Regions from separate parts of the Mus musculus genome. Here region 2 is linked to region 1. Evidence: chromatin contacts called from public Hi-C data. All regions are on one chromosome and are shown on one strand. The core of a region is the stretch at or near the end of the contact, and the rest is flanking DNA. Distances in the headings are between cores, read along the strand shown. Region 1 has its middle 55 kb from the start of Ugp2. Region 2 overlaps Mdh1 (malate dehydrogenase 1, NAD (soluble)).

Region 1 (2,700 bases), core at 125-2,624:
ATTTTTTTAGCATTCATTCATTCATTCATTCATTATCAGAGTACCCAGTTCAGAGGCCTAATAAAAAAATTAAAGAGCATAGTGTTGGGTTATATATTTAGATCTTACAGAAGTTGAATCTCAAGTTCTATCAATCTCTAAATCATGTAACAGAAGAGTTCCTTGTTTTAACAGCTAACCTTGTTGGTTTCTGTTAGCATTTTGTCTAGGCTCCACCCCTTAGTTACCAGGCCACAACTAGGTTCCCCCCCCTCTTTCTTGCTCTCTTGTTCCTGTTCTGTCCCCAGTTCCCCCTCTCTCTCCACATACTCATGGCTGGCCTTTACTCCTCTTCTCTCTCTCTCTCTCTCTCTCTCTCTCTCTCTCTCTCTCTCTCTCTCTCTCTCTGCCTTTCTCTGTGTCTACTACTCTCTACTACCCCATACCCTGTGGCTGGTCTCTCAGGGGGAAGGGATGCCTCAGCATGGGTCCTCAGAGGCACCCCTTTCCCTTATACCTGACTGCATATCCACCAAAAATATTATTCTCTCCTTATCCACACAGAAGTGGCAAACCCTGTTGAGACCCATGATCTTAAGTATAAAATGTATTTTAACGGCAACCAGCCAATGAGGTGCCGAGATGCATGTCAGAATAGGATGCTGATGGAGGCACAGGAAATCCTAAGAATGTTTGGGTGCCATCTCCATTTAACAAATGAGTAGGAGAGCAACCTACTGACCTCAACTGTAATCATGTCAGGATGTTTCTATGAATCTGCTGCAGGAAAATGTGATTGGCCTCTGGCGTCCACGGGTTCAGGGTACTAAGCTAGAGTTTACACCTGTATCCTCTGGATAGTCCTAAGGCCTGGGCCATGTAACAAAGGTCCTTCTTGCCAGACAGGAGTGTTCTTTAGCAAAGATTGTTTTAAGAAAAACGGTTTGTTTGTTTGTTTGTTTTGTTTTTTTGGTATTTTGGATTTTGGTTTTACTTTCTGTAGGATGGTTAGAAGGACCATCATGCTTTCTCTATTCTTCTAAGCAGCCATAGCATTACCTCTCCCCTCCCTTGTCAGCCAAAGAGAAATAATTACTCCGCAAATCCTATAAAAAAAAATCCTGCCAGCTGTAACTGGCTAGTGGGTAGAAAGCCCCAGTTTCTTAGTGAAAACTCCAATTGAACACCACGTGGGCATACAGAGACCACCACGTCCCTTTTGTCATTCTCTGCTAGTTCTAGTATGCCCAACAGGATGGCAAAGTCCTGACTGCACATCAGCGATGAGAAAACGTAGTTCTTCTGGAGATTCATCAACAGTCATATCATTGGCTCTAGGCAGAATGTGCTCAGCGTTGTCACTGAAGAGGCAGCCGCAATAGTTCCTCTTGGCAAACTCCAGTGCCAGCTTTATGGTTCTGCCAAGTTCTGTGGTAAACACTGGAGCAAAGTCCCATGGGTGGGAGAGGAAAATGCCCCATGTGTCTCCCAGAAGCTGTAGAGACATGGCAGCCTGGAGGCATCTCTCATGAAGGGATTGCATTAGACACAGCTCTGTGGAGACATCACAAGGAGAGTGGTTTCTATACTCTCCACCCCAAAGTCAGAGAAATGCACTGTCACTTCTGAGTTCATCAAATCCTTGTTTCTCAGAGAAACCCTTCCTCTTCCTCTTCCTGCTCTTGTTCCTCCTCCCAGCCACTCCCCCTCTTTTGGTGTTTTGAGACATGCTAATCATGTGTCCCAGGCTCACCTCAAATCTGCTATGTAGCTGTGCATGTCCTTGAAGTTCTGACCTTCCTGTCTTGTCACCTGGATCTAAAACATCTTCTGAAGAAGTGCTGTCACCTTGCGAGTGTCTTCTTTCAGTGCCCCTCTTAGTTCATGTACTGAAGCACATCATCGCCATCATATGTTAAGTCTCTCTCCTCAGGAGAGGGAAGATAGCAGCTCACCACACCATAGCACATCTCTCAAATACAGGCACTGAATTCCAACCATTGCTTCTCTTCTCCCTCCCACAACCTCAGCCCTTACTGGTCTTCGTTCCCAAAGCCCGAATTATTGTTATTGGTTTTCTGCTTTTGTAATGAATGAAAATCTTGTCACCCTTTGGCCCTGAGAAGTAGAAAATTCGTAGTTTTAATTTTACATTAAGAAATTAAATACAGGACAGGCAAGATAGCTCAGCCGACAAAGGGCATTGCTGCTAGGCTGGAAGGAGAGAGTAGGCTTCTACATATCGTTCTATGACCTCCACTAGCCTATTATGGCATGCATGTGTGCATATGAGTGGTTTTGCACACACACACATACATAGAGAGAGAGAGAGAGAGAGAGAGAGAGAGAGAGAGTAAATGTAATTTCAAAGAATTTAAATTCAAACAGACATATGAACAGACATGGATTAGTTTTGTTCTGCAGACCACCATTTTCATGACTTCTTTTCTTAAAGGGCAGTACAGCACTTTTCTATGGAAAGTACATTTTTGTGTGTGAAGCATGAAAAATTTTAATCTTGAGCTCTATAGCTGTCAGAGAAATGAATGGCTGTTCTGTTTTGAAATGGAACTCAACAAATAGAAGGACTGGGTATACCTCCTCTCCTGTTGGACTCCTCTTTGTGAGTCTGGTGTCTAGGCAGCTGGAATAATTTCTCTTTGGGATCTGGTGCAAACTGTGGATTTTATGCCTAAGTCTGAAAGTCCTCCTGCTTAGGAC
Region 2 (2,700 bases), core at 81-2,580, 140 kb after region 1:
CTTACTCCTTGTTAATGATTACAGAGGAAAGTTAACTATTTAAAATGAAATGCACAGTAAACAAAAATATAGGCAACAATGAAATATTATATCCAGGTCACTTATGAAGAATGGCTTTGGAACATGAAGACAAACTTAGAATGAATATAAATAGCTACAGAGACAGAAGAGGAAGTCATGAAACAGCCTGTAACAATTCCATGAACGCAGAAGCTGCGTCTGCAGTGACTGACAGAAAGCACTCAGCAGTCACCTTCCAGAACACACAAATGACCCTGAAGGTCTCAACAAGCACTCACAGCAAGCAGTACAAGAAAGCTGTCTTTTCCCTCCATGTCTATCTGTACTTGCTGACCTTGGTATAGAACTATAAACTAATACAAGCAGTTCTGGCATTTAAACATCAAAAGCAGAAGTCTGAAATACAAGTAAGAAAACAACCCCATGAAATCTGCTGTGAGTCACCTTAACTGATTTCTTGGCGTATTTCTCCAAGGCTGTGCCCTGGGATTTGAAGATTTTCACATTGGCTTTCAGTAGGTCCTTCCTCTCCATGCCTTCCCTTCTTGGCATGGAGCCCACTAGGACAGCCACATCCAGGTCTTTGAAGGCAATCTCTTCTTTGTCCGTTGCAATGACATCTATGGACATGGCAAACAACACACAGTGCTACTTAAATGACCAAGTTGAAGTTTCCCCTTTCATATTGAATCTACTTATGTTTTTAAACTGTGCCAAATGTTGATTTTCATAGTTCACATTGATGCACTTTTCAGAGACCTAAAGATAATACACTCACTTAATGACCCCTAAGAACACAGCAGAAAGTCAATAATTATTTTGTATTTTTATATCAATAATTATCTCAATTAAAATAGCTTTATGTTTTTATCACTTACATAATTAGATATGATGCAGCATTTGTTTTTTACATATCTATCTATATATCTATATCTCTATGGAGATATATCTATATCTATGGATATATATATGTATATACATCTATGTGTGTATATATATGTGTGTATACACACACACACACACACACACACACACACACACACACATATATATATATCTCCATGGATAAAACAAAAGAAAAACTGACTCACCTAATCTTTAGATTATAGTTATTCCAAGATTTAAGATACCAATTGAAAAAATAATGTTTACCAGGGCATACTCTAATAGGGATAATGCAAAGGATTGTATTCTATCAAATGTAATCTTCACATTTCACAGATGAAGAAACTAAGGCATAAGGGAATTAGTGCCACTCTGATAAGATAGGGAGGTTGGTCCAGAGTTCAACTGGAACCCAGTGTCAATCTGATAAATATATAACTTGTTTTTTGATCAAGGAACATGCAATGTTGTTTTCCTTTGAACATATTAAAAAGGCCATAGCTGAAAGTCAGCATTTCTATCTGTAACGTTTTAGGCTAATAAACCCATCTCAGTCAGGTTGCTGAGACCCCAAACGGAGGAATGTAAGGAAAAAAAAAACTATCTGTGTCCCTTTTCGGTCACGGTTTCCCTTTGCTGCCACATTTACAGCAGTCTGAGGAAACTCTGGGCCATTAGTGACAGAGGACACAGCAGAAAAAGGGCTGTAAATAGAAATGCCGCAGAGGGACCGCCTCGGAAAGGGCTGTAAGGAAAAGGAGCCACAGAAAGGCTGGCACAAACAGGAGCCACCCAACAAGTGACCTGGAGAGTCGCTCTTCTAGGAAATGTCTGATGGGACACGGAGTTAGTTCATGCTTTCCCTCAAGCTGGGCAGTTTAAGGACAGTTTACCCATCTCAAACCTGTGCTTGGCAAATGGAAGAGGAAATATACAAGGAACAACTAATGCCTAGAGCAGCACCCAACCTGGAGAACACCCCTTGGAATGGAAAGTAGTCTGTTATAGGATCCTACTATTACTTCTAAATGACTTCAAATAACAGCACAATGCAAACAACCTGGATGTAAAATCCTTGAGCATACTATACTTAATTAGTATTATAAATTATATGTAGGCATGAGGGAAAACAAGCCCTTGACTTGCCACCGATTGCTTCTTGCTTTTGTACTTATTTGTTCTTGGTATTTGCGTTAAAAACAGTAGTGTAGTTCAAACAACAACAACAAAACACTTTTGTGAAACAATTTCTGACAATCTTTAATACAAATCTTTAAAACAATCTATCTTTAGTAAGCTATGCAGTGCTATACCATCTGTTTTCTTTGACTTCCCAACTCACCCTGCAGAAGGGGAAGGGCACAGTCTTGCAGTTCCATCAGGACACCGTCCAGAACACCCATCATGGGGGTGATGTCCAACAGCACAAGAATGATGGGCTGCCAAAGAGCAAGGACAGCAGGCAATGCGGTTATGGTGAAGGTCGGGGTGGTTACTGCATTCTCTCTCACACAAAGTCCCACCCTATTTTTGTTTGTATATATTTAGTTCCCACTAATTAGTCATAATTATGGAAGAGAGATGCCATAGCTTGCTTAGTAGCTGCAGGTATGATTTCTCTTTATAAATAGCTAACAATAGATGACTACGATATCTGACATGAAGAGAAAGTTCAATTATCTGTAGGTCGAGAGAAAAAAATTAACAAAGACTTTAGAAAAGGATTTTAGCATACATATTTTAGCATTGTTAGAATTACGGGTGCCTGTTTCCTGTGGTGTAGATTTCACATCT

Evidence for each region. Hi-C and Micro-C count contacts between places; a contact is called where the count stands out from the background.
Region 2: a contact with region 1 is called in a Hi-C map of liver, with 2.7 times the contacts expected there. The contact joins two enhancer-like sites. A contact is called at or near these places in 1 of 484 Hi-C or Micro-C datasets (liver) and 1 of 9 other capture datasets (adipose tissue).

Annotation. Positions count from the first base shown.
Region 1 is chr11:21,424,312-21,427,011 of GRCm38.p6, forward strand. No RefSeq gene overlaps it. Among named protein-coding and RNA genes, the nearest start is that of Ugp2, 55 kb to the left of the region's middle. Within about 2 kb of position 1,375, at least 61 of the 459 cell types and tissues checked have an H3K27ac peak or open chromatin away from gene starts, as enhancers often do. A contact at or near this core is called in adipose tissue and liver, where this site is marked.
Region 2 is chr11:21,563,576-21,566,275 of GRCm38.p6, forward strand. Mdh1 (malate dehydrogenase 1, NAD (soluble)) reads right to left here. Exons shown (of 9, transcript NM_008618.3): 3 at 2,249-2,345; 4 at 466-641. Among named protein-coding and RNA genes, the nearest start is that of Mdh1, 7.0 kb to the right of the region's middle. Within about 2 kb of position 1,331, at least 30 of the 459 cell types and tissues checked have an H3K27ac peak or open chromatin away from gene starts, as enhancers often do. A contact at or near this core is called in adipose tissue and liver, where this site is marked.